6 separate regions of the Sus scrofa genome follow, and regions 2, 3, 4, 5 and 6 are each linked to region 1. A link is a contact called in public Hi-C and promoter capture Hi-C data. All regions are on one chromosome and are shown on one strand. Each heading gives the region's core, a stretch centred on a gene start, on an enhancer-like site or on the middle of the called end of the contact. The rest is flanking DNA. Distances are from core to core; before and after follow the strand shown.

Evidence for each region. Promoter capture Hi-C pulls out the DNA fragments that hold promoters and counts their contacts. A called contact is a pair of places that touch in the nucleus more often than the background predicts.
Region 2: a promoter capture Hi-C map of liver shows a contact between it and region 1, with 5 times the contacts expected there. The contact joins the promoter of ZCCHC6 here to the promoter of GAS1 in region 1. A contact is called at or near these places in 1 of 5 promoter capture datasets (liver) and 1 of 2 datasets of contacts at active chromatin or transcription factors (skeletal muscle).
Region 3: a contact with region 1 is called in a Hi-C map of omental adipose tissue, with 2.6 times the contacts expected there. The contact joins the enhancer-like site here to the promoter of GAS1 in region 1. A contact is called at or near these places in 3 of 5 promoter capture datasets (fetal skeletal muscle, liver and skeletal muscle), 18 of 47 Hi-C or Micro-C datasets (embryonic fibroblasts, epiblast stem cells, fetal heart ventricle and 11 more) and 1 of 2 datasets of contacts at active chromatin or transcription factors (skeletal muscle).
Region 4: a promoter capture Hi-C map of liver shows a contact between it and region 1, with 10 times the contacts expected there. The contact joins the enhancer-like site here to the promoter of GAS1 in region 1. A contact is called at or near these places in 2 of 5 promoter capture datasets (fetal skeletal muscle and liver), 11 of 47 Hi-C or Micro-C datasets (embryonic fibroblasts, fetal skeletal muscle, fibroblasts and 4 more) and 1 of 2 datasets of contacts at active chromatin or transcription factors (skeletal muscle).
Region 5: a contact with region 1 is called in a promoter capture Hi-C map of fetal skeletal muscle, with 5 times the contacts expected there. The contact joins the enhancer-like site here to the promoter of GAS1 in region 1. A contact is called at or near these places in 1 of 5 promoter capture datasets (fetal skeletal muscle), 7 of 47 Hi-C or Micro-C datasets (embryonic fibroblasts, fetal skeletal muscle, omental adipose tissue and 3 more) and 1 of 2 datasets of contacts at active chromatin or transcription factors (skeletal muscle).
Region 6: a Hi-C map of omental adipose tissue shows a contact between it and region 1, with 1.7 times the contacts expected there. The contact joins the enhancer-like site here to the promoter of GAS1 in region 1. A contact is called at or near these places in 1 of 5 promoter capture datasets (liver), 4 of 47 Hi-C or Micro-C datasets (embryonic fibroblasts, fibroblasts, heart right ventricle and 1 more) and 1 of 2 datasets of contacts at active chromatin or transcription factors (skeletal muscle).

Annotation. Positions count from the first base shown.
Region 1 is chr10:28,507,653-28,510,814 of Sscrofa11.1, forward strand. It overlaps GAS1 (growth arrest-specific protein 1), which reads left to right and starts at 1,516. Exons shown (of 1, transcript XM_021064627.1): 1 at 1,516-3,162. The coding sequence starts at 1,609. The coding sequence ends at 2,658.
Region 2 is chr10:28,993,977-28,997,138 of Sscrofa11.1, forward strand. ZCCHC6 (terminal uridylyltransferase 7) reads left to right here and starts at 1,588. Exons shown (of 27, transcript XM_013989710.2): 1 at 1,588-1,744; 2 at 2,878-3,162. The coding sequence starts at 2,909.
Region 3 is chr10:28,102,446-28,105,607 of Sscrofa11.1, forward strand. No RefSeq gene overlaps it. Among named protein-coding and RNA genes, the nearest start is that of TRNAD-GUC, 120 kb to the right of the region's middle. Within about 2 kb of position 1,601, at least 8 of the 83 cell types and tissues checked have an H3K27ac peak or open chromatin away from gene starts, as enhancers often do. A contact at or near this core is called in omental adipose tissue and retroperitoneal adipose tissue, where this site is marked.
Region 4 is chr10:28,899,972-28,903,133 of Sscrofa11.1, forward strand. No RefSeq gene overlaps it. Among named protein-coding and RNA genes, the nearest start is that of ZCCHC6, 94 kb to the right of the region's middle. Within about 2 kb of position 1,615, at least 1 of the 83 cell types and tissues checked has an H3K27ac peak or open chromatin away from gene starts, as enhancers often do. A contact at or near this core is called in liver, where this site is marked.
Region 5 is chr10:28,154,965-28,158,126 of Sscrofa11.1, forward strand. No RefSeq gene overlaps it. Among named protein-coding and RNA genes, the nearest start is that of TRNAD-GUC, 68 kb to the right of the region's middle. Within about 2 kb of position 1,722, at least 20 of the 83 cell types and tissues checked have an H3K27ac peak or open chromatin away from gene starts, as enhancers often do. A contact at or near this core is called in embryonic fibroblasts, fetal skeletal muscle, omental adipose tissue and 1 more, where this site is marked.
Region 6 is chr10:28,851,324-28,854,485 of Sscrofa11.1, forward strand. No RefSeq gene overlaps it. Among named protein-coding and RNA genes, the nearest start is that of ZCCHC6, 140 kb to the right of the region's middle. Within about 2 kb of position 1,613, at least 6 of the 83 cell types and tissues checked have an H3K27ac peak or open chromatin away from gene starts, as enhancers often do. A contact at or near this core is called in embryonic fibroblasts and omental adipose tissue, where this site is marked.

The DNA of each region.
Region 1 (3,162 bases), core at 266-2,765:
GTTAGAAATTTATATTCTTAAAAAAAATAAATTGCCTTACTGGATTTCTGTCTTGCAGTTGACAAGGATGCCTCGCCCCCGGACCGTACCTGCCAGATCGGTAAACTGGGATCGGGTTGCGGGGGAGTGGAGGGGTGGAGGGAGGGTTGCAAATATCTCATCAGTACTCCTAATTAAGCGTGTGCCTCTTGTGTGCATTTGGATTTTATTTTTTCAAGTTTCAAAGTCCCACATTAAATTCTGAGTTCCCTCCCACCCCCCACCCCCCGGTCCCGGCACACCCACCCCCGTTGATGATCGGCAAAGATGGGAAACTCGAAAAACAAACTGAACTCTGAAGCCAGTAGAAAGCACAGATTGGGACCAGGGAGAATTAATAAAAGTGCCCCCCCCCAAGAAAAAAAAACTCACACAGTATAATGAACCAAACAAAAAGGACCATGGCCGAGCCGGATGCAAGCAGCTGCCCCCAAGCCCTGCCCGCTGGTTCTGTGCTGCGAGCAGAGGGCTCCATATCTGAGCCTCCTTAAGAGTAGGAGGAGCTCCCGGGCCTCTGTCAGGCTCCTTAAGCCGTTCCTTTCAGGCCCTGAATGCCTGAATGTGAGCTGCCCACCACCCTCCCCGCCCTCCCCCACTCCGCAACCCCACTCCAGCGGCTCGTAAAAAAAAAAAAAAAAAAAAGTTTCAACAACAACAGGCGGGACCAATAGCATCTCGAAAAGCCGGGAAAGGGGGCCGAGCAAAGGGCGAAAGAGAGTGGAGAAAGGAGAAAGCGGGCAGGCTCGGAGCGCGCGGGGCCGGAGCTCGGAGAGCCGGAGGAGCGTTGCTAATGTTTTTGTTTGTTTGCTTTTCCATGCATGCATAATGAGGGGGCACCGCGGCACCACGCGGGGGCTCCCGGCCCACTTTTGTATTTAAAGCCTCGCTGCGAGCGAGTCCGCAGCCCGGCTCAGCGGATCCGCTCCCCGGGCTCCTTGTCACCCGAGAAGCCGCCGCCGAGGCAAGCCCGGGAGCCGCTCTCTGGCCGCGCCAAGTTTCTCGTTCTCCTCGCGCCTCCCGGAAAGAGCTCCCCGGAGCTCGGCCGAGGCCGGGGTCGCCGCGGGCGGAGGGGGAGGGGACGCGGGCGGCCCGGCCGCGGGAAGGCGGGCAGCGCCCGGCCGCGAGCCAGGAAGCGGCGCGATGCGAGAGACCGCGGCGGCGGCGGCGGCGGCGCGGCGCTGAGCCCGGGAGGAAGGAGCCGCCGCGGCCGCACAACGGATCTGCAGGCGCGGAGCAAAATGCACCCGCGGCGCCGCGCGGTCCCGCAGCCCCGCCGCGGCCCCGCGGCCCGCAGCCCCCCGGGACGGCAGTGAGCGCCTCCCGCCACCGCCGGGGGCCGACCGGAGGAGCCCTCAGTGGCCGTGCACTTCTAGGAAGCCCCCGCAGCCCGAGTGCGAGCCGACCTTCTGCAAGCAGCGGGGCACCAGCCGGCGGCGCGCATGGATTTATGAAAACACTCATGCAAGAAGTTGGCAGGACAGGGGCAAACTTTTCCGCCGGCTCCGCGTCCGACGCTCCCCGCGCCTCGTCTCCTTTCCGCTCCTCGCCCGGCGGCCGCCGCTGCCCGCGATGGTGGCAGGGCTGCTGGGCGGCGGCGGCGGGGCCCGCGGGGGAACCGTGCCGGGCGCCTGGCTGTGCCTGATGGCGCTGCTGCAGCTGCTGGGCTCGGCGCCGCGGAGCTCGGGGCTGGCGCACGGCCGCCGCCTCATCTGCTGGCAGGCGCTGCTGCAGTGCCAGGGGGAGCCGGAGTGCAGCTACGCCTACAACCAGTACGCCGAGGCGTGCGCGCCGGTGCTGGCGCAGCGCGGCGGGGGCGACGCGCCGGGAACCGCCGCAGCCGCCGCCTTCCCTGCCTCCGCCGCCTCCTTCTCGTCGCGCTGGCGCTGTCCGAGCCATTGCATCTCGGCCCTCATTCAGCTCAACCACACGCGCCGCGGGCCCGCCTTGGAAGACTGTGATTGCGCGCAGGATGAGAACTGCAAGTCCACCAAGCGCGCCATTGAGCCGTGCCTGCCCCGGACGAGCGGCGGCGGCGCGGGCGGCCCGGGCGCGGGCGGGGTCATGGGCTGCACCGAGGCCCGGCGGCGCTGCGACCGCGACAGCCGCTGCAACCTGGCGCTCAGTCGCTACCTGACTTACTGTGGCAAGCTCTTCAACGGGCTGCGCTGCACCGACGAGTGCCGCACGGTCATCGAGGATATGCTGGCCGTGCCCAAGGCGGCGCTGCTCAATGACTGTGTGTGCGACGGCCTGGAGCGGCCCATCTGCGAGTCGGTCAAGGAGAACATGGCCCGCCTGTGCTTCGGCGCCGAGCTGGGCAACGGCCCGGGCAGTAGCGGCTCGGACGGGGGCCTGGACGACTACTACGATGAGGAGTATGACGACGAACAGCGCGCTGGGGGCGCGGGCGGGGAGCAGCCGCTGGACGACGACGACGGCGTCCCGCACCCGCCGCGCCCGGGCGGCGGCGCTGCTGCGGCAGGCGGCCGCGGCGACCTGCCCTACGGGTCCGGGCGCAGGAGCAGCAGCGGCGGCTGCCGCTCGGCGCCCCGAGGCGTCTGGACCCAGCTTGCCTCCATCTTGCTGCTGCTGCTGCTGCTGCTCCCGCTGCTCTTTTAGCCCGCGGGAGGGCGGGCGCCGGGACACCTGTGGCTCGGGGACAGGGTGGGTGGTTGGGGACGCTCTCTAGGTAGATTCTGCCTAGTCGGGCTCCCCCACCCACCCGACTCTTGCACGACCCCCGCCTCCTCTCCCGCGCAGGACTTTTTGGACATCCTCCCTGTCCCGCATTCCAGGCTCCAGAAACTCCTTGCAGAAACCCTCCTAGTTTGAGCTCAGGACGCCCGGGATGAAACGGGCTTGGGGGGGCGGCGGCGCGGGGGGGAACAGAACCGTAGTCCTGGACTCCGAAGAGAAGATGCTGACCAGTGGGGCCTTAAGAGTTTCAAGGGACTGGGTTTAGAGCAGGGGTTTTGAAGGAGGATTTCTATGTGCAAAGGGGCTGGTTATTAACATGTCTCCTGCGAGGGGGGAAAAAAGTGCCGGTATCGACTTTTATTGTGGCCAGTGAAGACATTGCAATCTAACCGATTCTTTCGTTTACTCTCGGTATCCGCGCCCAGA
Region 2 (3,162 bases), core at 338-2,837, 490 kb after region 1:
GGAAATACCTCTGGACTGTAGAGCAATCACCACAAAGATTCTGAGAAACTGAGTCGTCCCTCCAATGACATCCAAATAAAGCATCAAACCAAATGTTTCCACTGGATTTTACAGATCCCTGTGACCAATTTAAGTTCCCATTACAGTACAATACGGACAAAAAGAGATATTTTATCTGTCAATATCTTTTGATTAGCACTGTGTCTTGTTTTACAGAGCCTCATTTAGCCTCAAGGGGAATCTTAAAAGCACATTCTGAATAGAAGTTAGGCTTTGGGAAACACACTGAAGAAAACGCAAATAAAAAATATTAAAGCCTTAAAAAGCATTATCAACTGCTACTCTAAAATTCTAGACACTTGAGGCTGATGTTTCCTGAACCAGTTCTTCCATACAGTATTCCCTGACTGGGTGTGGTAGCATTAGTATTGCATATAATAAATGTAATCATGTATCATCACGCTTTTTGGACTCTATAAAAACACCACTGTCAGCCTGTTGAAAAGATTGGCTTGATTGTCACGTATATTCAGAACCAAAGCATCTAGATAAGGCATTATACAGAAGTTGTACCTACCTGTTTTAAATTACCTTTAGTATAGACAGTGGTTAAGAAGAGACTCTGCTTCATTAGGGTTTGGATTCCAGCGGTGCCATTTACTTCACCACAAACTCTATTTCTCCACCTTTAAAGTGAGGATAATGATATTCTAGAGGAGTTGTTGTGCGGATTAAGTGAGTAATTACTTGTAAAGCTGTCAGAACAGTGCCTTGGCAACAGCCAGTATTAATGTGCTCCTTTTAAGACCATTATCCCTCCAGAATCTCATGGATTTAAATTTGAATGCTCTTAAAAAGCAGAGAAATCAAAGCTGTCACATTTTTTCAACGCTCTAATTTTATTAGTTGCTCGAGGCTTTCGAAGTATTTAGAACAAGGCAGATAGCATTGACGGTAACAGTCAAAACAAAAAGAGGGGGGAAAAAACCCACCCAGGTCGTTTGCTAGTTTCATTTAAAAAATTCTCTGTTCAAAAATTCTAGTATGACCGTCCTTGGTTATCCTTTGCGATTATACATTTTCTTCAAAACACGGTTTTGTTTTTAAGAGAAGTTAATCTGAGGACTAAGAAAAAAGCACAGCATTTCCCTTGAACACACTGAGATCTGGGTGTACAGTGGAAGCTTAAACGCTGGCGTTTCTAGAGGGTCGGCAATTAAGACCTCACTGAGACATTCATTCCCTCGAATTACCAAAATTGAAAAACCAGGAAGAGCGCCACGAGGCCTCAGATCCAGACTAAACTTTCCCTGGAAGCAACAAGGAGCACCCAGAGGAGAAGCCGAGCCTCCGAGTATATCCAGGCCCTGACTGCGGCCTCTGCGTCTCTCTCGGAGAACGAGAGGCTTCTTTCTCTCCTCTGCCCCGCGCTTTTGCGAGAACAGCAAGCGGGCCAAGCGACGAACGCACGCAGCAAACAAGAGTGGAGTGCTAGCTGTCAGAACACGACCCGACGTCCCACCCGGAAAGCGCCTGCGCGCAGGAGGCTGCGGCGGCGGCGGAAGCAAGAGGGGCGGGGCGGCGGGCGTTTCCGGCGTGCGCGGCTGAGCGCTCGGGCGGAGGCAAGGCCGGCTCCCAATCGCGCACAATGAGACAGCGCTGAGCGCCGGAAGTGGGGCTGAAGGAAAACACGGAGAGGGAGCCTGGTCGGGACAGGAAGAGGCGGGGGACCGCGGCGGAGGTGGTGAGTGCTCCCGGGCGCCTTTTCGCCTGTGTCTTTCTCAGTTTCGCGTCTGGGGTGGGTCTCCGGTGGGTTCTCGGGTCTCCGGAGTAGCGGGCGGGCCCAGGAGGGGAGATACGTTGGCTTCATCCTCTGCCGTCCTCCTCGCCCTAGTTGTGAGGACCCGGGAGCCCCCGGGCCGGTGGGGACTGAGCTCTCGGGCTGGAGTCCGCATCTTCACTTTGTGTCAGACCCTACGGGGACTAGAGAAGCAGGAATCTCGGTGGAGGCACTCGCTCCCGGCCCCCTGTTTTGCCGGGGGGACCCCGGAACCCTATCGAGGAGGCAGGTCACTTCCTGCTTCCTGGTCCCCGCGGTGGCTTCGTGGCCAGGAGTGCGGAGACGCCTCCTATTTCTCCGCCTCCGACCCGAAGAGTGGAAACTGAGGCAGATCGGAGGTGGGGCTGTCACATGGGGATCGAAGAGGGAGAATTTCTGTTCGTGACAAAACCAAACTTGTTTGGAGTTGAGGATGAGGACTGGGCAGGTTAGCTGGACTTGTCCATCGGTCGGAAAGCCAGCCCCTCTGACCAGAGCGGAGCCTTGGTCGGGAGCCCAGCCCCTCCGAAGCCCAAGCTATAGAAGTCGGGCCTTCTGAACAGTGGTGAGCGGAGCGGAGGCCCCGGGATACCGAGAAGGGATGGAAAAGTGGCGATAAGATGTACTACTTCACAAAGTTTCGGTTACTTTGTATAACACTTAAAAATAATTGTCAGCTTGTTTTTAAAAGACCGTTTGGGGAGTTCTCTAAAGTATAGGCTTAGGGTGAAGTTTGTTTTTTGTTTTGTTTTGTAAGAAGAGCCTTAGTTATATGGGTAAAAAGTCAACCAGCTTGTCATGAGTGACAGTGTTTTTATTCTCCAATTTTTAAGACAGACTCATAGATTTAATCTTTATGTTAAAGAACGAGTACTAATTTCATGAAGAATATTATGGTATTAAGCCTCCTGACTTCTAGCATAATGCACTGACTATTGGAATGTGACGGAAATTAGGAAAAGAAGAGTTTTCTTACAGGCTTTTGAGCATCTTGCAATAACTGTGGTATTTTGTGTACTTGGCATGATATCCTATAATAGTTTGATACCTTCTTATAGGTGCAGAGTAAGAAAATTGAAGTCAAAGACCATGGGAGATGCTGCCAAACCTTATTTTGTGAAGCGTGCTAAAGAGCGAGGGACTACTGATGATGAAGATTTCAGAAGGGGTCACCCCCAACAAGATTATTTAATAATGGATGATTATGCTAAAGGCTATAGCAGTAAAATGGAAAAAGGCCCTCCCAAAAAAAAATTAACACCAGGGAACTATGGGAATACCCCCAGAAAAGGACCATATGCTGTTTCCAGCAATCCATATGCATTTAAGAACCCAATTTACAG
Region 3 (3,162 bases), core at 351-2,850, 410 kb before region 1:
CACAGCAATGCTGGATGGCTAACCCAGTGAGTGAGGCCAGATTTTGAACCTGCCTCATGGTTACTAGTTGGGTTCATTACTGCTGAGCCACAACAGGAACTCCTAAATATATCTTAATATTGGGAACTTTGGGAAAAGTCTTTATGGATAACAATGGGGAGAGTAGCAGGACGTTTTGACCCAGATGACGTGCATATGAGCATCAGAAATGCAGTTTTAGGAGTTCTCTTATGGTGCAGCAGGTTAAGGATCTGGTGTTGTCACTGCACTGGCCTGGATGGCTGCTGTGGTGGGAGTTTGATCCCTGGCCTGGGAACTTCCACATGCTGCAGGCACAGCCAAAAATAAATCCCAAACAAACAAACCAAAGGAATGCCGTTTCAGGAATACTGTTATGGCGGGTGCGGTGGGTTATGGATCTGGCGTTAACACAGCAGCAGCCTGTGTCGTTGCTGTGGCTCGGGTCTTATCCCTGGCCCAGGAACTTATACATGCCGTGGGTGAGACCAAAAAAAAACAAAAAAACCGAAACCCCAAAAACCAACAAGCAAAAAGAAGAAATGCAGTTTCAGAGAAAAACACGTTGTGTTGTACAACATTGAACTTCGTTATGGTTTCACTTCTCCATATTTTATTAACATTTCCAGGAGTTCCTGTCATGGCGCAGTGGTTAATGAATTCAACTAGGAGCCTTGAGGTTGCAGGTTCGATCCCTGGCCTTGCTCAGTGGGTTAAGGATACGGCATTGCTGCGAGCTGTGGTGTTGGTTGCAGATGTGTCTCAGATCCTGCATTGCTGTGGCTGTGGTGTAGGCCGGTGGCTACAGCTCCAACTGGACCCCTAGCCTGGGAACCCCCATATTCCGCGGGAGCGGCCCTAGAAAAGGCAAAAAGACAAAAAAAAAAAAAAAAAATTCCAAACTTGCCTCATCTTCCTGGACTGTCTTTAAAAGTTTTCTGCTCCCCCCCCCTTTTTAATTCCCAGTTTTGCAGCTGTTTTTAAATACTCTGGCTTTGCCATGTTTTCTTGGCTTTGATGATACATGGGCCCTAATTTACCTGGTGATAAAAGAGGTCTCATAGAGAAATCCCCAAAGTTAAACAGCTAAGCCAGTTTCCCCTGACTTAAAATGGATTTTGGTCACACGATAGTCAACACACAAAATATGGGAGATGAAAAAAGCAAATGAATCATGCATAACCCCAAAGAGAGCAGCAAAAATCTCTTAAGACTCTTCTGAGAAAAAATTTCTAACACGGAACCTGAGACTCATGTTCCGTTGTCCTTGGAGACACTGGGACCCATAGCTGTGTTCTCTTGAGATTATTTTCTTGGCTAAGAAAAAATACGCACACACACGGTAATTTAGAAAAACTGACTTACGGAGACGATCTGCTTTGCCAAGGGAAGGGAGAGGACCCAACTTTATTATGATTGTGAGTCATTTCTTTTCCTTGGTTCTGTGAAAAGTTTGTTATAAAGCGCATTGAATGTTACTTGGGAATAAAACCGATGTTTGGGACTCACTTGTAAAACAGGAATTCATTCATTCACATAATTAAACATCATTTTAACTTCAAGGTGCTATAAAAAATGACACTGGCTGTTGAAGATCTGCCTGTTTCCGGATCTGTCAGTTGTTTGTTTAGAAGCCTTTCTGGAACCTCTCCTGTGCTGTTTTTTTTTTTTTTTTTTTTTTTTTTTTTTTTTTTTTGTCTTTTTAGGGATGCGCCCACAGCATAGGGAGGTTCCCAGGCCAGGGGTGGAATCAGAGCTGCAGATGCTGGCCTGCGCCACAGCCACAGCAACATAGGATCCAAGCTGTGTCTTCCACCTACACCATAGCTTGCAGCAATGCAGGATCCTTTAACCTGCTGAGCGAGGCCAGGGGTCGAACCCGAGTCCTCATGGGTACTAGTCGGGTTCGTTACTGCTGAACTGAGGTCCCACGATGGGAATTCAAGGTCAGGCTTCGCGTTGTGGTCAACTGCTCGGCTTTCTGGCTGAATAGTGCAAAGAGAGTGACCTGTCTTTTATCCCAGTTTGACCTAACTTGGCTGAAGAGCTTGAGTACCCAGACAGGAGTTCCAGGCCAAAGGGAGCCCAGGAGAGTAGGGCTTCAGGGCCCCCCTTTCAGCCAGGTCCCAGAGAGGATGGGGGTTCAGCTGAGAATCATGCCTAGAGAACCCACCTCTCTTGATAAGTTCCAAAGGAACTGGGGTTCTGGGGAGTGAGCGAAGGCCCCAGGAGCAGGGTTGGTGCAGCCACAAGCACACAGAGGGGATTGGAGAGCACAGCAGAGAGCCGAGACTGTCTACAAAATTACCCCCCGGGGGCCACTCTAGTGTACTTGTCACACGGCCCGAGGCAAGGTCAGAAACTTTAAAGTCCTTGGTTGTCCTGAAACCATGTTTTTTGTTTTTTTTTTTGAACTCAACCTTGTTTATTTCATTATTTATTTATTTGTCTTTTGAGGGCCGCACCCACAGCATATGGAGGTTCCCAGGCTAGGGATCAAATCAGAGCTGTAGCTGCAGGTCTACGCCACAGCCACAGCAACGCGGAATCTGAGCTGCATCTGTGACCTACACCACAGCTCCTGGCAACGCCGCATCCTTAACCCACTGAGCGAGGCCAGGGATCAGACCCGCGTTCTCATGAACACTAGTCGGGTTCTTAACCGGCTGAGCCACGATGGGAACTCCTGAGCTCAAGGTTAATTGAATTTGGTTTCAAAATAATGTGGGAGGTGAGGGGATAAGGGGTTTGATTTAGACCCTTAGAAAGCGGGTGGGGAGGTCAGTGCAGGAAAACAGGGGAACCCCAATTCCCACCCCTGTCTTTATGTCAATGACTGGGGAGAATCTGGGAAAAGTGCATGGTTCTGGGCACTTTTTTACAGGTGAAGAAACTGTCCCTATGGGATTTTGGGGTCCTCTTACTATTAAGGGTCAGACAGGAGATTGGTCTGTTTTTCCAGACAAACCCCGAGCTTCCCTTGTTTGGGGTTTGGGGGGTGGCTAAGGCCCTGCTTTATGTTCAGGCCTTACAAGAAAAACACATAAAAGGACATCTGACTATGTTAAAATAAAGAGACTGTCTGGGAGTTCCCGTCATGGTGCAGCAGAAACGAATCCGACTAAGAACCACGATGTTGCAGGT
Region 4 (3,162 bases), core at 365-2,864, 390 kb after region 1:
TTGAGGTGATGAAAATGCTCTAAAAGTGTGCTAATGGTTACACATACTTGTGGACATGTGGAAAACCCACAGAATCCTTTACTTCAAATAGAGTGAACTGTATGATATATGAACTCTATCTCAACAAAGCTGTTTTTTAAAGGAAATACAAAAGAAGCTGTGAGTGTGATAAGAAACACTGACTGGCTGCCACAGGTAGAAGTGAATGGCAGGAGGACGCAGAAAGAATAAGAAGGGCTGTGCCGAACCCATGGTCCCACCCACTGGCAAGTTAGCAAAGCAAATGAGCAGCCTAAGATCCACGCAGCTGGCAAGACAGCATCAGAGCCCCTTCACTCGCTTAGTCATTCAACAAATGTTTAGAGAACACTTTCCATGTGCCAAGTTACGTTCTGAGAAAATGGAATAGAGCTGTGAACAATTATTCTTTTAAAAAGAGAGATGGTGAAGGATGATTACTGAAGCCTTGTGCTCCCCAAAACTGGAAACAATCTGACTGTCCCTAAGGAAATGGTTAAATAACCATGATAGAATTTTGTGCATCTGTGCATTTATTTTAAATTATTTTGAGGGAGTTCCCATTGTGGTTCAGTGGAAACAAACCCAACTAGTATCCATGAGGATGTGGGTTCAACTCTTGGTCCCACTCAGTGGGTTAAGGAACCAACATTACTGAAAGCTGCAGCATAGGTCACAGAGGCGGCTCAGATCTGGTGTTGCTGTGGCTGTGGTATAGGCTGGCAGCTGCAGCTCCAGTTCTACCCCTAGCCTGGGAATTTCCATATGCCACAGGTGCAGCCTTAAAAAGAAAAAAAAAATACACACACACACCCCTATATTTTGAAATCTCTATCAATGGACCTGCTATTATTTTGAACTGTGTGAAATTACCAATCTTACGGATCAAAATAGTCAAATATTGGGAACATCATATATTGTTACATTAAAAAAAAATGCATTGCATGTAGCCTGCGATGTAGCCATCGATTGTAACGATTGTAACCATGGTACCACTCTGTGTAGGGAATCTATGCTGTGCAGAGGCAGGGGATTTATGGCAACGCTATGCACCTGCCAATCAATTTTGTTGTGAACCTAAAACTGCATTTTAGAAATGAAGTCTGTTAATTTTTTTAAAATGCACACTACTGTGTTTAACAATATATGTATCTACGTTTGTATATGTTTTCACTAAGATAGGGAAAATGTGAAAGATAAATATAAAAATAAATATTTGGCTGTTACTATTGTGTGTGTGTATAGGTGTGTGTGCGTGTGCATGCGTGTGCATGTGTGTTGAGGAAGTACTGTTTTTTACATATCTTCACATTAGTTCAGTTGTGACAACAGTTATGTATTACTTTCATAATTAATGAACACAATTGAAAATTACAAAGAAGAAAGAACACTACGGGGGTGCTTTGGGAACCAAATCCATGATCCAGGTTCACAGTCCTTTATCTTCCAGTTTAGTTTTATGGTCAGACTGTCTAGACGTGAACACCCACCATAGGCTAAGGAAGCGTCATAGAAATGGGAATTAGCTGTGGCTCTGGAACTGTCTCGATAGCTACTCAAAACACAGGAAAAATAGTTTTGTAACACTTGTGATAAGACTACCGTACAAAGATTGATCACTTGACGTCATTAAAACATGGGCCCTTTGTGTGGACTTTTGAGGGCAAAGAACTCCAGAGGTATTTTACATGCAACATGAACTATGAGATAGGAAATCAGCAGAGAAAAGACTCCAGTACACTCGTATGTACCTTGATGGATCCCACTTACTAACTCTTACACCAAATGTCAAACATTCACTTGAGCCTGGAACAGACTTGGAACAAAGAGGCTATCTTTTTTTTTTTTTTAATGAAATGCACTTTATATCATGTTCCTCCCGGGGACCTAAGAACTTTGGCAGCATCACAACTTGAGAGGCAAGGCAGGATCATGGTGACAGGCACAATCTCTGACCACAGGATGCCTGGGTTCAAACCTTAGCTCTGCCGTTCACTGACATGGACAATTCCCTCCACCTTCACGTGCATCCAGTTCGTTCATGGACAATGAAAAGCTCCTCTAGGGACTATTATGAGGATTAAACGTGCCAATAAGGTAAAGCATTTAAAATTGTGCCTGGCATTAAGCCTTGGGATTAATGTTTTGGGGCATTAAAAACTTCTCACAAAAGGGAACCCTCCCTCCTATACTGTTGGCAGGAATGTAAATTAGTGCAGCCGCAATGGAGAGCAGTATGGAGGTTCCTTAAAAAACTAAAAATAGAGTGGTCATCTGATTTAGCAATCCCACTCCTGGGCATAGAGCTAGACAAAATTCTAATTCAAAAAGATGCACCCTGGTGTTCACAGCAGCACTGTTTACGATAACCAGGACATGAAAGCAACCTAAATGTCCATTGACAGATGAATGGATAAAGAAGATGTGAGATATACATGAATATTACTCAGCCATAAAAAAGAATGAACTAATGCCATTTGCAGCAACATGGATGTACGTACTTAATACTTATCATATTACGTGAAGTCAGAGAAAGATGAATATCATATAATATCACATTAATATATGTAATCAAATGCTGGAAATGAACTTATTTACAAAACTGAAACAGACTCACAGACATAGAAAATAAGCTTATGGTTATCAAAAAGGAAGGGGGGAGGCATAAACTAGGAGTTTGGGATTAGCAGATACAAACTATTACATATAAAACAGATGAAAAACAAGGACCCACTGTAATAACACAGGGAACAACATTCAATAACTTGTAATAAACTATAATGTAAATGAATCTGAAAAAGAATATATATATTAAACTGACTCACTTTGCTATACACCAGAAACTAACACAACTGTAAAATCAGCTATGCTTCAACAAAACAAAATAAAACAACTTCACACACCTTTGGCACATTTTTCAAAAAGGATATTATGTATTATTTTCTCTCAGTCACTCTCTCTTTCTCTCACGCGCACACACACACATATTGATTGACTTCTGCCTGCTGGGCACTGTGCTAGGCACTCAGAAGAATGAATGAATGAATGAATATATAAAGCTCACAATTTCTGTGTTTGATGGTCCACTGCACATTTCAAAGCATGCATATAAAAACCTATATTATGAATCACTATATTGGAGTT
Region 5 (3,162 bases), core at 472-2,971, 350 kb before region 1:
TGGGGCATTGTAGTAAAGAAGAGAAAGCCTGGAGTTCCTGGCATGGCTCAGTGGTTAACGAATCCAACTAGGAACCTTGAGGTTGTGGGTTCAATCCCTGGCCTCACTCAGTGGATTGGGGATCCAGTGTTGTGGTAGGTCGCAGACACGGCTTGGATCCCTGCTTTGCTGTGGCTGTGCTGTAGGCCGGTGGCTATAGCTCCAATTGGACCCCTAGCCTGGGAACCTCCATATGCCACAGGAGTGGCCCAAGAAATGGCAAAAAGACCAGAAAAAAAAAAAAAAAAAAAGAAGAGAAAGCTTACAGACTCTATGGGGAATGCTTCTTTGGGTACTCTGGCTCTCTACTCTTTGGTGACTGTTTCGTAGTTAACTTTGTCTTTACATAGTATGAGTTAGACAGCTTGGTCCTAATTTCATTCTAATTTCTTTCTCCTGTAAGGAGATTGGGGCCTCGCTGAAACAAAGCCTTGCTTGGCTCCTATATTCGATTGGCTCACACACTTGTCCCTTGCTTGGTCACGTGGAAGACCTGGCTTAGTCTATTCCAGAGAAAAATTGGCCAAGTAGCTTTGCCTCTCATCTGCACCTCTGGCTAACAGTCTATTGGAACAGGGAGTTCCTCTAATGGCTCCACAGCCACAAATCCAACTAGTATCCATGAGGACAAGGGTTTGATCCCTGGCCTCGCTTAGTGGGTTAAGGATCTGGTGTTGCCGTGAGCTGTGGAGCTATAGCTCTGACTCAGCCCCTAGCCTGGGAACTCCCATATGCTGTGGGTGTGGCCCTAAAAATGAAAAAAAAATATATTGGAACATGAGTTTCAATCAGTCATCTGCTTTTTTAATTCATGCATGAGAAACTATGATTTTTTATTTTCTTCTTTTTAGGGCCTCACCCATAGCATATGGAAGTTCCCACCCAGACAAGGGGTCAAATTAGAGCTGCAACTGCCTGCCTACACCACAGCCACACCATGTCTGCTCCTTAACCCACTGAGCAAGGCCAGGGATCGAACCCACAACCTCATGGTTCCTAGTTGGATTCGTTAACCACTGAGCCATGATGGGAATGCCCCCAAATCTTTTTTTTAAATTAATTAATTACTTTTTTTAATGGCCACACCAGTGGCATATGGAAGTTCCCAGACTAGGGGTCGAGTCAGAGCTGCAGCTTCCGGCCTACACCACAGCCACAGCAACGCAGGATCTGATTCACATCTGTGACCTACACCTCAGCCCTCAGGAAAGCCAGACCCTTTAATCTGCTGAGTGAGGCCAGGGATCAAACCAGCATCCTCATGGATGCTAGTCAGGTTCTTAACCCGTTGAGTCACAATGGGAGCTCCTCCCTGAAAACTCTGATTGAAGCAACTAAAACAACAACGGCACCAAAACATGGTCAATGCTCGTAGTTAAGTTCCTTGAATGACCACTGCCGGCATGTTTTTCTCCTGCTAAAATCTCATCGCTTCTTTTTGACGTGTTAATTCCCTCCCTCCCCTGTTTGATTTGTCAGCAAAGAAATAAGGTGACAACCCTTCTGTAGCAGCTGTCAGGAAAGCATCACAGCCAGTGTGAGTTTTGATGGACATCAATTGTCTGATGGTGACTCTTCCTGGTATGTTTAAAAAAAAAAAGTACTTTTTTTGGTTTCGGTTAGTTTTATAGGCATTTCAAGCTGGAGCCTGCATTTTTCTGTGGTAAGCTCACCCCTCCAGATTCCTCTGGAGACTCGCTAACCTCAGCTACATTCATATTTTATGCGAGCTGAGTTGCACAAGCGTGATGTTGCCGTTCATTTTTTTTTTTTTTTTTTTTTTTTTTGCATTGAAGTACTTTGCTTTCCCCTTTCAGCGACCCCGGGTTTCAGCATCTGGAAACTGGCCTACAAGCTGAGAGCAGAAAAAACCGGCTTTGCAGTTATCGCTTGACAGATGCACACAGTCTGGAAACTGAAGAGATACTGGCTTTGCTTTGTTTGGGTCAACATAGGTGTCAAGTTACTTGCCCTCTATCAATGTGGTTCCTGGGAATGGCATCCCTTCCCGGGAGGTTTTGGGAGGACAAAACAAGACAGCGGACTAGAAGGACCTTGAGCTCACCTCCTCCCACAGGACACCGAAATCATGACTAACACAACCATGGATCAAAAAGACTGGAACCTGCTAAAAAAGATATTCTACATCCAAAGACAAAGACAGTGTTTGGAATACGTGCTATTTGTGCCAAAGGGAGTCTTTAAAAAGATGGCCAACTCCATTTCTTCTTATTCCTTTTTTTTTTTTCTTTTTAAGGCTGCACCTGCGGCATATGGAAGTTCCCAGGCTGGGGGTCTAATTAGAGCTGTAGCTGCCAGCCTACACCACAGCCACAGCAATGACAGATCTGAGCCTCGTCCGTGACCTCCGCTGCAGCTCGAGACAATGCTGGATTCTTAACCCACTGAGCGAGGCCAGCGATCAAACCCACATCCTCATGGATACTAGTCAGGTTCTTAACCCCCTAGCCAAAAGGGAACTCCTCCATATCTATTTTATGTAGTTTTCATCATCTGTCTTCATTCTTCCTCTAACATATAGACGTACTCTAAACATATTTGACAATTTCTGTGGACTGTCTCAGAACACAAGAGGTTTGGCTAAAGAGTACAAGAAAGATTCTTTGAAAGTTTCTCCTTTGCTTGTTCTCTGCTCTTTCAGCATGCAAACACTCTGGGAAAAAAACAGGAGACTGTTATCTATACAGTTTTGTTCAAGGGAACAGACAAGTTGCTCTGGATTAAACATTTCTGTCCTACTGGCCTACTGGGGTGCTTAAAAATCCCAAACTTTAGACCACACACTTTTAATTGTGGCATGTGGGGTTTCTAGGAGTTGAAATTAAAAAACCCACAAAAGATTATTTAACAGTTCCTGCTTTTAAGTGTGTTCTTCTCTCTCCCAAATTCTCCTCCATTTTGGCTCCAAATGGTGACAATTGGGTGAAGACATCAAATGCTTTTAGTTAAATACTAGTATTGGTGGCGGGGGATGGGGGACAGCAGTCCTGATAGTCTTACTGGGAATTCACTTTCTGATCAATCCGATGGCTCAGGAAGGCTGTGGTGAGCGGAATTATAGAAAGAGGCAAAGGGATAGAGGGAAGGACCTGGATTGTTCTG
Region 6 (3,162 bases), core at 363-2,862, 340 kb after region 1:
GGAGGATAATGTGAGAAAAAGAATGTGTGTGTGTGTGTGTGTGTGTGTGTGTGTGTGTGTGTGTGTGTGAGTGAGATTGGGTCACTTTGTTGTACAGTAGAAAATTGGCAGAACACTGTAAACCAGCTGTAATGGAAAGAAATAAAAATCATTTAAAATAAAAGAAACAGGAGTTCCCATCATGGCACAGAGGAAATGAATCCGACTAGGAACCATGGGGTTGTGGGTTCCATCCTTGGCCTCCATCAGTGGGTTAAGGACCCAGCATTGCCGTGAGCTGCGGCGTAGGGGGCAGATTCGGCTTGGATCTGATGTTGCTGTCGCTGTGGTGTAGGCCAGCAGCTGTAGCTCCTATTGGACCCCTAGCCTGGGGACCTCCATATGCCACAGGTGCAGCCCTAAAAAGCAAAAATAAATAAATAAAATAGAAAAAAAAAAGAAGTGGAAGCTATAAAAAATCCAGGTATCCTTGTGAATTTAATGAAGTCAAAAGTACCAATGACAGGGAGTTCCCACTGTGTCTCACCAGGTTAAGAACACAGCTAGGATCCATGAGGATGCGGGTTCGATCTCTGATCTTGCTCAGTGGGTTAAGAATCCAGTGTTGCCATGAGCTGCAGTTAGGGCACCAATGTGGCTCAGATCCAGTGTTGCTGTGGCCGTGGAGTAGGCTGGCAGCTGCAGCTCCGATTCAACCCATAACATGGGAACCACCATATGCCACGGGTGCGGCCCTAAAAAGACCAAAAAAAAATTTTTTAGCCTCAAATATTTCTTAGGTTATACTTACAATGAAAAAGTATCAATTATTTATCTGTGACTCGAACTTATCTGGGCATCATGTGTTTTATCTTGCAGCAATATCTGAGGGAAATGGGCATTTCACAGTTGGGTTATGGCTCCTCTTCATGTGCCTGGAGACCTGTTACCCCGGTGAGAACGTTCCATGGAGCGAACACATAGACACAGGAAGGAAAATCCTAGAACAATTAGGGAAGAATAGGATTCCTACTTTGTCAACCAGATCAGCGCTCCCATCCCAGGCAGCCAATGAGGTGGTGGCCAGCTTCTTCCATCCAACCTCTTTTCCATTGTGAAAATTTGCTACATAAATCATGGGCATTCTTTACAGCGCAGATGAGTTTCTGAATGGAGTAGGAATGAAATCACATTTCTAATTGGAATATAACAACTGTATTTACAACAACGCTTAAAATAAACTCTTCCTCTCCGCCTCCCCCTCTCCCTCTCTCTCTCTCACACACAGACACAGAAGCAAATTCCACCCTCTCTTACCACAAAAGATCCCTCTCTAATTAAAACTGTATTGCATTTTCATCACAGTTTTTCTGAAACTGAGATGGATAGCTATCTATCTCAGGTTCATATATATATAAATGTGTGTATATACATAATACATACATATCTATATATAATTAAGGTGTATATGTATATATCTCAACCACAGCCTGGCACAAAAGACCGCAAGTATTTTTAACTGTTTTCAATGAGAAAAAAAAAAAATCTGCCTTCCCTCCTCACAGCTCACTTCCACTGAGCATTCCAACACCACCTGCTTCTGTTTAAGCAAAGAGTTGCCCAATTTTTCCCCCTAAACTGGCTTCGATTTAATTATGGCTTTTGTTTTAACCCACACCACTTGGTGATTAAGGCAACAACAGAAACCAGCAGAACCAAAAGAAGCTGGCATAAAGTTTTGTTTCAAATAACTGGGGAAATATCTTCATATGCTTTTCGTCCCTGTAATACAGCTGCCAACTATGACGTTAAAGACTCTCCAGGGGAAATATCCCTGCTATGACCACTTATGCCTTCCCTTTGGAAACTTGAAAGGACCCTCAAAGTTCTCTAGATAGTTTCAGTCAGAGCCTGGCTCTTCCTGATTGCTTACGGATGACATCGGAACCATCTAAAATTCCACGGCAAAGACGCAGTGGAAATGCCCGTATGTGTGCAGCTGGTTAATACCCATGGATTATTCATGAAGTTCCAAATTGGTCTCAAGGAAACAACAGGACAAAGGACTCAGCCACCAGCTTGACTAACTGGAAATCCGATCGGATGAGGTTAGCCTAGTCATCAGAACGAGGGCCCTCATCAGATCTGATTTCCGATGAGCCTCAGCTGAATCTGAGCAGAAAACACAAAGCAGCTGTTATTGCGGATGCTACAATGGGAAGGGCTAAGATCCTTCCACATCGACAGGACTTGGGTAGTAAAGGACCCTCAGTGACATTTCCTCCAGAAGTCACAGATACGAGCCCTGCTTCATGGCCCTCCATAGGGAGCCAGCGGAGTTCCCATTGTGGCTCAGTGGTAATGAACCCGACTAGTTCCATGAGGTTGCAGGTTTGATCCCTGGCTCTGCTCCGTGGGTTAAGGATCCGGCATTGCCATGAGCTGTGGTGTAGGCCAGCAGAGGCAGCTCTGATTTGACTCCTAGCTTGGAAGATTCCATATGCCGAAGGTTTGGCCCTAAAAGACAAAAACAAACAAACAAACAACAACAACAACAACAACAAACAGATAGCCAGCCCATTTTGAGGAGGGCCAAAGGCTGGGGACTAGGCAATATAGAAACATCTGAGGATGGATCCTAACAAAACCTTGAGGAGCCTTCTCAATGGAAATGGCAAAGCTAAGCATCAAAGACAGTACATGGCCTCTGGGTTGAAGTCTCTTTTCAAATTCGAATTGGCTTTAGGTGTTCTCCTTTTTTAGAAGGAGGATTTGATACACAGAGAAAGTGATGGCTTTTGTCAGAAGACGGTATGGGAGGGAGTTCCCGTTGTGGCTCAGTGATAACGAACCTGACAAGTTTCCATGAGAACACAGGTTCGATCCCTGGCCTCATTCAGCGGGTTAAGGGTCTGGTGTTGCCATGAGCTGTGGTGGAGGTCACAGACTCGGCTCACACCTGGGATTGCTATGGCATAGGCCGGAGGCTACAGCTCTGATTTGACCCCTAGCCTGGGAACCTCCATATGCCTCTGGTTTGGCCCTAAACACACACACACCAAAAAAAAAAAAAAAAGAAGAAGAAGGTGTGGGAGTGGCGCACACTCCCAGAGGTTTGGGTCAGTGCTCAAAAAGCAACTCTCAGAGTTCCCATTGTGGCCCAGCAGAAATGAGCCTGACTAG